Regions from separate parts of the Mus musculus genome. Here all the other regions are linked to region 1. The links are chromatin contacts, called in public promoter capture Hi-C maps. All regions are on one chromosome and are shown on one strand. The core of a region is the stretch at or near the end of the contact, and the rest is flanking DNA. Distances in the headings are between cores, read along the strand shown. Region 1 holds the start of Cks2 (CDC28 protein kinase regulatory subunit 2). Region 2 holds the start of Card19 (caspase recruitment domain family, member 19). Region 3 holds the start of Susd3 (sushi domain containing 3).

What was found. Promoter capture Hi-C pulls out the DNA fragments that hold promoters and counts their contacts.
Region 2: a promoter capture Hi-C map of embryonic stem cells shows a contact between it and region 1. The contact joins the promoter of Card19 here to the promoter of Cks2 in region 1. A contact is called at or near these places in 2 of 39 promoter capture datasets (embryonic stem cells and liver) and 1 of 115 datasets of contacts at active chromatin or transcription factors (stem cell-derived neural progenitor cells).
Region 3: a promoter capture Hi-C map of pre-B cells shows a contact between it and region 1. The contact joins the promoter of Susd3 here to the promoter of Cks2 in region 1.

Annotation. Positions count from the first base shown.
Region 1 is chr13:51,643,685-51,646,970 of GRCm38.p6, forward strand. It overlaps Cks2 (CDC28 protein kinase regulatory subunit 2), which reads left to right and starts at 1,548. Exons shown (of 3, transcript NM_025415.3): 1 at 1,548-1,787. The coding sequence starts at 1,729.
Region 2 is chr13:49,214,537-49,217,822 of GRCm38.p6, forward strand. It overlaps Card19 (caspase recruitment domain family, member 19), which reads right to left and starts at 1,490. Exons shown (of 6, transcript NM_026738.2): 1 at 1,401-1,490. The coding sequence starts at 1,407.
Region 3 is chr13:49,246,593-49,249,878 of GRCm38.p6, forward strand. It overlaps Susd3 (sushi domain containing 3), which reads right to left and starts at 1,702. Exons shown (of 5, transcript NM_025491.4): 1 at 1,453-1,702. The coding sequence starts at 1,540.

The DNA of each region.
Region 1 (3,286 bases), core at 298-2,797:
GGAAAGCAGGGCACTTTCTCTAGATCAGCTGTTCTCAATCTACTAGACTCCCATGGGAGCTGAGTATCAGAGATTTACAATTCATAACAGTGGCAAAATTATAGTTATGAAGTAGCAACAAAATATTATAAAGTTAAGGATCACCACTTGCATCAAAGGGCTGCAGCATCAGGAAGGTTGAGAACCACTGCTTAGATAGTAATTAAAGATCTTTCAGAACAGAACTCATACCTCCATATTATTTGTGTTATAGAGTGTATGCTTACATCCTCCTATTTACATGTTGAAATTTTAATCCCACCTGTTGTCTCACGTGATAATATCGGTAGGCAATTAGCACCTTTATTATTTTAGTGCTAAAAATAACTTTAAAGTTGTGCAAGAAGTCAGACGATCTTGTGTTCTCTTTAACTGAGGGCCAAGTGAAGTCGGGAAACCTGTCGTTAAAAGATTGCAGGCACCTGATTACCCAACTCTATAAAAAAATAAAATTGTAGTTACATGCTGACTTCCGTTTTTATTATTTTAGACAGGATCACACTTTGCTATCCTACCATCTGTTAAAGATATTAGGCTGAAGCTGGACGGTGATGGGGCATCCACTTTTAATCCCAGCACTGGGGAGGCAGGGGCAGGAGGATCGCTGAGTTTGAGGCCAGCTTGGTGTACAGAGCGAGTTCCAGGATAGCCAGGGCTACACAGAGAAACTCTGTCTCAAAAACAAAACAAAACAAAACAAAACAAAAAACAGCCGGGCGGTGGTGGCGCACGCCTTTAATCCCAGCATTTGGGAGGCAGAGGCAAATGGATTTCTGAGTTCGAGGCCAGCCTGGTTTACAGAGTGAGTTCCAGGACAGCCAGAGCTACACAGGAAAAGCCAGTCTCCGAAAAAACAAAAACCAAACCAAACTAAAAAAAAAAAAGGAGGAGGGAGGGGTGTTGACCTGGCATTGGAGTACAGGGATTAAAGGTGTGGGCCAGTACGCCCAGCTGCCGTGGGTTACTTTGTTATCCTAACAGCCACACCAGAGCAATTCATCCACTGCAACAAATCGCAAAAATATTAAAAGAAAAATGACACCTGCTCATTGTAGAAAATGGTTGTTATATGTAACTTGCTGCACGAAACCACGACTTAACACCCTTTCAACTTCCTTTTACATGAGCACATCTTTTTAAGATGGGACTAGCTCGCAGCCAAGCGTAATTAGCGTTGCCATCAGGGGCAGCGGAGGGCACCTTACCCTCTGGAACGCTCCGCAGCTGGACTTCCCTGACCACAGAGACCGCCCCCCAGGCGTCTCGTGCCGCTCCGGCCCCCAGAGCCCCGGATACCTCATCTCGTGTCCGCCCACCACCCAACGGTTCTGCCCCCAGGCACGTTCTAAACCACTGCGCACGCGCTGCGAGGCACTTAACGACTCGGCTCCGCCCTTCTCAATATCTCTTGGGGTCGCCGGGCGCTCCTCGCTGAATCGTTAGCCAATCCTTACTCCCGCCCTCGCAATCTTGCAACAGGCTTCTGATTGGTTACCTGTCCTCGAGGTCTGCGCGGAGCGTGATTGGTTGGTGGCTTCGCCCAATCGGCGGAGGGCTGTCGGATTCAAATCCAGAGCGTTGGGCCTGCGGTCGTTGGCCTCATTCGAGTCGTTGCGTCGGCCCTAGGCGGACGTAGAGCCCCTTGCGCCCGGTTTCCTGATCCCGCTTACTCCTCTGCGCGCCGGCAGGATGGCCCACAAGCAGATCTACTACTCAGACAAGTACTTCGATGAGCACTACGAGTACCGGTGAGGAGCGCCTGCGGAGGAGGGCCGCGCTGGGAGGTCAGACCTGGTGGTCGGGACTCGGACCCCCTTAGAGGCCTCCGTCCGTCCGGGCAGCCTTGCTTTGTGTAGTGTTGCGGGGATCGCAGGAGATGGGGAGTCGTTAGATGGGTGGGCAGCGCCTAGTCTGGGAGTTCACGACCGCAAACCGCACTGGCCCGGACTGGCCGGGAGGGGAAGTCCCCGGAAACGCACCCGACGGGCATTATCGAGTGTCTGATGGGTAACGGCTCCAGACGCTGTAACACGGGGCGTTGTTAAAGGGCTTCAAGATCAAATTGAAAACTCGAGATTGCCTTCGGAAGGATTGGGGTGGTGGTGGCTACGTTACCTTCAACTGCTAGTCCATATTGGCCACGTTTGGGGCTTTTGAGGAAGTTTTGAGTTTTAAATCCTGAGATGCGCAGGAAGGTAGTACCTACGTTAATATAATTAGCAAATGGGATTGTGGAAAGTAAGGGAGGATTGTAGTTAACTTTATTGTATCCCTTATGACTTGGGGTGTGGTTTCAAAGGCCTTTCCGTCGCTGGGTTCTTCTGGGTTGGGATTAGAGCGTTGCATTCTGGGACACAGTCAAGGACTCCAGGTGGGTAAAACCTGTTCCTCCCTTGGGCAAATAGTGACCTTGTTTTCTGTTTGCTGCCCTTTTAGGTTAGTGTCCAGAATGCTGTTTGAGGGATGAGACACTTTTTAAAAGAGTGGCTTCACCGCCCCACCCCCCATTCTCTCAGTCCGCTAGTGTAGAAGTCTTCACAGCCAGAAAACTTTTTCCAGGCTGTTTGACGATGCACTAATGCTATAAACTTGAATGTTCTTAAGTAGGGAAGTCTCATGGGTTTTTTTTTTCCCCCTTACTAAAAAATTTAAATACATAACAGTCTTTACATAGTAATTACAAACTTCACAATGGTAACCATGTGATAATTGGCTTAATATTTGGTCGTTATAGTAACTCAGAACTTGGTTTGGAAATATCCAAAAATGACCGAAAGTAATTGTACTGTCTTTCTAAATTAGGCAAATAATTATTTGGATGGAAATGTTTAGCATATGGGTTTATATACATTTCTTTAGTTGTCAAAGTGAGATAGTTTTAGTTTCTAAACTTGGAGTATATAAGTTGTGCGTGTTTTGGGGAGCAACTGCTGGTCTGTCTTAAGTATTTTACTCCAATATAAAGTAGGAGCTAGTTTATTACCCACTGGAATCCAGAGGTCAAAAAAAGTGTTTTATTTTGAAACATGAAGTGTTTAAGCTTGCTGTTCTGCCTTAGCAGTTGCTGAGATGGTGGGTGTGTTGCCACACTAGCTTGAGCTTAACTGACCAACCTTTACAAAAGAATTAGAGAGGTGCTCTTGACAGGGACTGTGTACTGGTGATATGACACAGAGGTGTGAGTCTAGGGTGTTTTGTTTATAGTAGAACTATGTGTGTTGGATAAAGTTCAAAACTTAGTGATTTT
Region 2 (3,286 bases), core at 240-2,739, 2.4 Mb before region 1:
GCAGACCCTCAGCTGGTGCACCAGGGCACTGAGCCAAGAATGAACAAGGGATCTGTCGCCCCAGGGCTGCCCATCCAACCCTCTCAGACTTCTGCTTTTCAGTCTCCATCTCCCACTAGAAAAAGGTGGGATGCTTAGAAGTGTCAAAGCGCCAGCAAGTAGACTGCAGAGAGGAAAGCGTATTATTGCCACAATCAAGGCCTGCCTGTGTCCTTCCAGCTAAAAGTTCTCCACCCCCACAACTACCTGTTCTCCTGGAGGTGGGATGTCTCATTTTCCATGGGTATCCTGTCTCTACAATGGGCCCTTGGAGGCCAGCACAGGCGAGATCTGTCCCACACATCCTGATGAACTTACTAGAGGATCTGGGAAACCAGAGGCTGAGGCCAAGGCTCCCATTCTGCTCCTACCACTGACCAGCAGGGTGGTCTGGGGGCACTTACCCAACCTGAGATTTTATCTTCCCATTCCTACACAGACATGAGAATATTCCTTCTGCCCCCAAATGGCTATTCTGAACAAGAGTGTATATTAGGGGCTCTACACATAATGCTCAGAAATTGCAGCTCCAAACAAGAAGGGCCTGGAAGATGGGGTCTCCTCTAACCTGTTCTAGAAGTCACCAGGTTGCAACCTATGAGGTCTTATTTTTGTGCATGCCCAACGCTGACTCCAGTTTAGAGACCCCTGGGATTTCTGGGGTTACCTCATCTCTCTGGGCTATCCCAGGTGAACTCTGCCATATGAAGTACAAGAGACTCCCAGAAAAAAAGTGCATCTGGTAGCTATCACGTTCCCTAGGCTCTAAGGCAGCAGGGGTCCCTCGCTGACTCATCCTCTCATCGGATCTTTTACCGAGAGAACTTAGCACAGCAATGTCACTGTGTCCCTCTGGGATCAGGAATAAAGTGGGTGAGTCCCCAGAGCAAAAGGGTTGGGCTGGGGCAACCAAGCCATCCTGGAGAAGAGGGATCCAGTTGTTGGGTCCGAATTCTCTAGACCCATCTAGAGCGGGAAACACGGGCGTCTCCCTGGTACTACAAGCTACCCAGGTTTGCAGCGCCGGTCCCGCCTCCAAGGGGGTTGTGTGCAAGCGGCGCTCTAAAGTCTCAGCAGACTGGCGAGGAGCACCATTTCCCTCTCTCAGATCCATCCCGTCCCGGGACACCGCCCGTTCCGCAGGCGCAGCCGGTGCAGTGCACCGGGAGAGCGCTCACCTGCTGCTCTTCCTCCTCGACCCGCGACGGCCCCCCACTCAGCACCCGAGACCCCTGGCGCCCCCGGCCCGTCGCGCAGAGCCCGGGACACCCCGCCGCCGCGCGCCTCTTACGCCCGCGTCGCCGGCGCCAGCTGACGCCAAGGTCACACGGCTCCCGTCGCCCTCCTGGACCCGCGCCCACCTGTCATGGCGGAGGACACGGCGCCGCCCCGTCGTCCTCGGCTGTCCGCCGCCCGGCGCGAGGGCTCCGGTGACCGCCGCCCGCAGGCCTGGCCCTAAGCCCCGCCTCTTCCCTATAGGTCCCGCCCAGCGACGACATCTTAGCCCCCAAGCCCCTCCCTCCGATTAGCCACGCCCCTTTCTGTACTTCGCACTGGAGACGCGTCAGCCGTGGGGCGGCTCGGGCTCTAAACAACTTCCCTAACTCTATACTACGCGCAGCAGAGAGCTCGGCCCCTGAGGAGCTTCTCCTGTAGCGACGCCGGGAGTCCCGCTCCAGCTAGCATAAGTGACCTAGCGGAGAAACTCAGTACCCAAGTCCTTGTCTGGACCAGAGAACTCAAGCCACGTCCCGGCTCAAGGCTCGCCCCATTCACAGCCTCTCCAATAGCTACCCGGGTCGGCGTCCCTTCGCCTATGCCCTGCCCCTCCTCCCGGTCTTGTGCCTGCTTTTTGCGGAGGTTAGGAGGTTATTGTGAACTTCTCAGTTCAATTTTCTGCTGCTACGCTCTGGCCACCCCACTCCCATCTCCTGGATGAAGAAACCGAGTCTTAAAAGAGACGAGAATTACCCAAGGTCACATAGGAGGTCAAGTCTGGCATAAAAGGCTGGTGGGAGTTCATTGGCAACCAGGGACCGAACGGAAGTCCACAGGGCCTCGACCGGACAGTGATGAATTGAGACTTAACAGAGAACTTAGTGGGTCCTCGTTCTACCAAGTCCCCCATTTACACAGAGGACAAATGGCTGGCATTGCCGCCTAGTTAAGGAAGTCATGTAGTCTGACCGAGCCTCAATTTTCCTAACTGTAAAATGTGTGGCCTCAGGTGATAAATCTTTCTGCCTCCCAACTTGTTTCCCTTCTGTTGTACATAGGCCTGGCTCTTCAAGCTCTGGTACCAACCACAGGAAGGCCCCAAGCCCAGGCCCAGCTAGGAAATGGAGATCTGCGAGGGTCGGGGAGGCAGGACCCTCACAGCCAGCAATGGCAGCAGGCACCAGATTTTGCTTCTCCGCTGGTGCGGCTAGTCTGGCACACTTTAGAGCTGTAACTTGAGATATTGGAACCAGACCAGGACCAAGACCAGGAATGGAGGCCCCAGGTCTGGATGCACTTCCCGGACAGTCCAGGAACCCCCTGGGTCCCTGAGCCCTCCGTGTCTGTCTCTGTCCTCCCCAGTGCTGCAACCTCTCATCTTGGGAGTGAGAGGCTCGAAAGGAATCTGGAGATTGACTTACAAGGTCACTTAGAGCTCCAAACTCTTGGACCCAGTGGTATTGATCAATACATTCCTGCCCCTTGCTAAAAACTGCAGAAAGCGAGGTTTGCTCAGGTTCCCCACCGGCCAGGCAAATGCAGAGTCAGCAGGCAGCTGTCCTCAGCACTAATCTGTGCCTGCAGAGGGGACAGACAGCATGGACAGACTTTGTTCCAGAGCAGGGTATAGGTACTATGTACCTGACCTACATGTGTGCCTGGGCCAGTCTGGGCTAGATCCAAGGGCTACATCTTGCAGGAACCCTGCACAGACCCCATTGGGACCATTCTGAAGGGCTCCAATTATTGCACACCCATCACTGTGTTCTAGCAGTGGGGTGAGACTGAGGACTTCCTGAATCATGCATTTTTAGGCATCCCTTGCCAGACTCCTCATCAGGAAGGCCAGCATTCCACCTTTGTATCTTCCTCTGAACCTGAGGACCTTACTTGGTCCCATGAGAGAAACTGAGGCCCTCACCCCCTTTAGCAGTCTGAGGTAGCCTCCCAACTGCAGGCTACCTGCTTCTTGGCACTCCAGAGTCTGTGCAACATTTGATCCAAGGACAACACTCAAGTTCACAGAGAT
Region 3 (3,286 bases), core at 452-2,951, 2.4 Mb before region 1:
CGCACTCACCTAGCATCTCCTAAGGGAACTGAGACACTGGGGTAGGGACTCATCCCTAGTAAGAGAGGACTACAACCAGAACTACAACAAGGAGCCTGGGACATGCTTAGAAACTGGGTGCCAAGGACACACTGTGAGGATGTGGATTCCTCCTGATGCCAGGTAGGGCAAGGGACAACTGAGACACTGGACTCTCAGACTTTCTCCAGAGATTCCGATGCAAATAGCCTTTTGTTTGCAAATTAAGCAGGGCCCCAAGGCCACCCCAAGGGATAACCTTAGGCAAGGCCATCCACTTCTAGCTGGTGACACCTACTCCTCCAGACTACTATGCAGAAGGTACTCACAAGCATGTCCCCCCTTCCCCCCAGCAGTACCAGGCCCAGAGTTAGCCTCTTCTAACACAAAGGCGCTCCTGTGGAGTAACAATTAGAAAGCTAAAACTAGCCACACCTGTGGGGCCAGCAATGGGCTGGCACGATGGGATGGTATCAAACGGATCAAACCCACTAAAGGTTTCTCAACCTGGGGGTCAGTCGACCCTTTCACAGGGATCTCCTAAGACCGTTAGAAAACACAGTTATTTGCAATAGGATTCATAACTAGCAGGATTACAGTTATGAAGCAGCAATGGAAATAAATTTATGGTTGGGGGTTACCACAGCACGAGGAACCGTATTAAAGGGTCGCAGCATTATGACGGTTGAGAAGCACTGCTCTAGGGTGAGGGCAATGTGCCTACAGATCCTCAGCTTCCTCCAGTGCAATGCAGCTAAGCCCTCCACAGAGGCAGGAAACCTCCTGGATGCGCAGGACTGAGCTCTTGGGAGGAATGTGGTTTTGGTGGTGTTTCTAAGAGTTAGCAAAGCTGACATCAGCATCGCTTCTCGCCCTTTTGGCTAAGATCAAGTGTAGAACCCTCTTCGGCACACTTAACAACCATTTTCCCTCCTCCCGGAGACCTCTGACCTTTGACAGCCTAGATGCAGCCCGGGTCCTGGTTGCTGGATAACCTCCCATCTCCTCTATCACAGGCTCACTTTCCCTTTGGTAAAGTGTGGCTGGAGTAATCAACAAAGATGATAACAACTCTCTGCAACCCAGAAGACATTTCCATGACTCCCTCCAACCCCGGGCCGCACACCCCGCCAGGTGAAGCCGGCTCCGACTTCCGCAGGCACCTGGGACTGCGCGGGGCGACCGTCGCCGAATCCGTGCAAACGCTAAGAGGTGCCCGCCGCCTGGTTTCGGGCCGCTCGCCGCCCCGTTTCGGCTCAGTTGGGGTCGCCCGCTGGATCGGCGGGAAGTCAAGAAGAAAGTTCGTTCTCGAGAAGGCCCTGGCAGTGCGATGCACGCCCCCTTCCTGGACAGGGTCCCCAGCACAGCAGCCCCTCGCCCCTCTACTTCTCCGTCGGTGAAGAGGGCACTGAGAACTGCGGCCCTAGCCCTCACCTGTCTGGTTCACTGGGACAGGCGTTGTGTTCCCAGCACGCCACCGCGGCCTCGCTCGGCCCCGAAGGGTCGCAGACGTTCGGCGCATCCTGAGCGCTCCGCAGTGTTCTGTGGAGCTTGCGGAGGTGGGGGCGGGACTTAATTGAGGGGCGGGTCGTTGGAAGGCGTGGCTGTCTCTAGCCACACCCAGGTCGCGCCCTCCAAGACGCTAGAGTTGAACTTTAGTCCGGTCCCGCCAACCCCTTGCACTGGGTGGCAGAAGTGGGATTGGACACCTGGAGGGGCAGAGAATGGGGAGCCTCCAGGCTGATCGCCTCGAAGTAAGCCTTTGAGCTAGAGCCGTCTTTCTGCACACCCTTCCTCTCCCGACTCACCTTTGGACTCTAGGGCCAGGCAGGTGACCTTGGAGAGTGACAGCCTCCTCATTCTCTTCTGGAGTCAGGGTTGGTAGCACCCCCTAATGTCTCCTTTTCACTTGAACTTGCGAGTCACGCGTGATGTGACTTTCTTTAATGTCCTAAAGTTGAAATCAAGCTTATGTCCGGTCTGCTGCATCGTGAAAGGCAGGTCCATCCACAGACCCCACTGTGATACCAACCCCTCTCCTACCCCACCCCCACCATACTCTGAGATATCAGAATTCCTGGCCACATAGCCAGAGATCCCTGTCTGCCAGTGGAGAGCAGCTGCCTGGAGGCTCAGGGATGGGACTTAGAGGGATTTAAAGTGTCCTTGATTTGTGGGTAGAAGCTGTGAAGGACGTGGGGGGGGGGAGGCACCTACCACCATCGTGTGGCTCAGTGCCGCCCCTCCCCCCTCCCCCTCCCCCTCCCCCTCCCCCAATGTTCAGCAGCGCTGACCAACAGTTATTTAGGGTGGGGATGTTTCCTAGGCTTACAGAACAAAGCACTACAGATAGAACTCCACAGAACCACAGATCCACGTTGTCTCATCATACAGGAGGTGGGGCCAGAGCTCTTCAAAGTCTCCAGGGAGCATCCTTTTTTTCTTTAGATTTATTTTACTTTTATGCATGAACGGTTGGCCTGCATGTATGTGTGCCTTCTGCATGCCAGTGGTTGGCTGTGTGTCACCATGTGGGTGCTGGAAACCAAACTCAGATCACATGCAAGAACAGCAGGTGCTCTTTACTGCTGAGCTATCCTTCCAGCTCTTGTTTTCTTGGTTCTTTAGTCTCTACTCAATAGAAAAAAAAAATGAGAATTTCACCCCCAAAACCTTTCACAATGACTCAAGCCCTAACATTCCATTGTCGATGGGTAAAAGGTTCAGATAAGAGCTGTACAGGGCGCCGGGGCGGTGGTGGCGCACGCCTTTAATCCCAGCATTTGGGAGGCAGAGGCAGAGGCAGGCAGATTTCTGAGTTTCAGGCCAGCCTGGTCTACAAAGTGAGTGCCAGGACAGCCAGGGCTACACAGAGAAACCCTGCCTCGAAAAAAACTCCCTCCCCCCCCCCCCAAAAAAAAAAGAGCTGTCCATGGGAAAGCACAAGGATTAACTTCCTGATGGTAGGTTAGAGGGGAGGAGAGGAGTTGGTTATATGCCTGGGATCTGACCACTTTGCAGTTCTACCATCCAGGGTGAGTCAGCTCATCAACAACTAGCACCCACCTCCACCCACCTCGGGTTCAGAAATGATGGCTTGAGAACCCTTTGAGGGTGTGTGTGTGTGTGTGTGTGTGTGTGTGTGTGCCATGGGGGTGACTACTGAGCACCTGACACCTGCCAGGCCAGTTCAAGAGCCAAGGATACAACAGGGCACAGGGAAAACTGTCAGGAAGCTGGCTCCTCCCCCTCACGCCTCACTGCCACT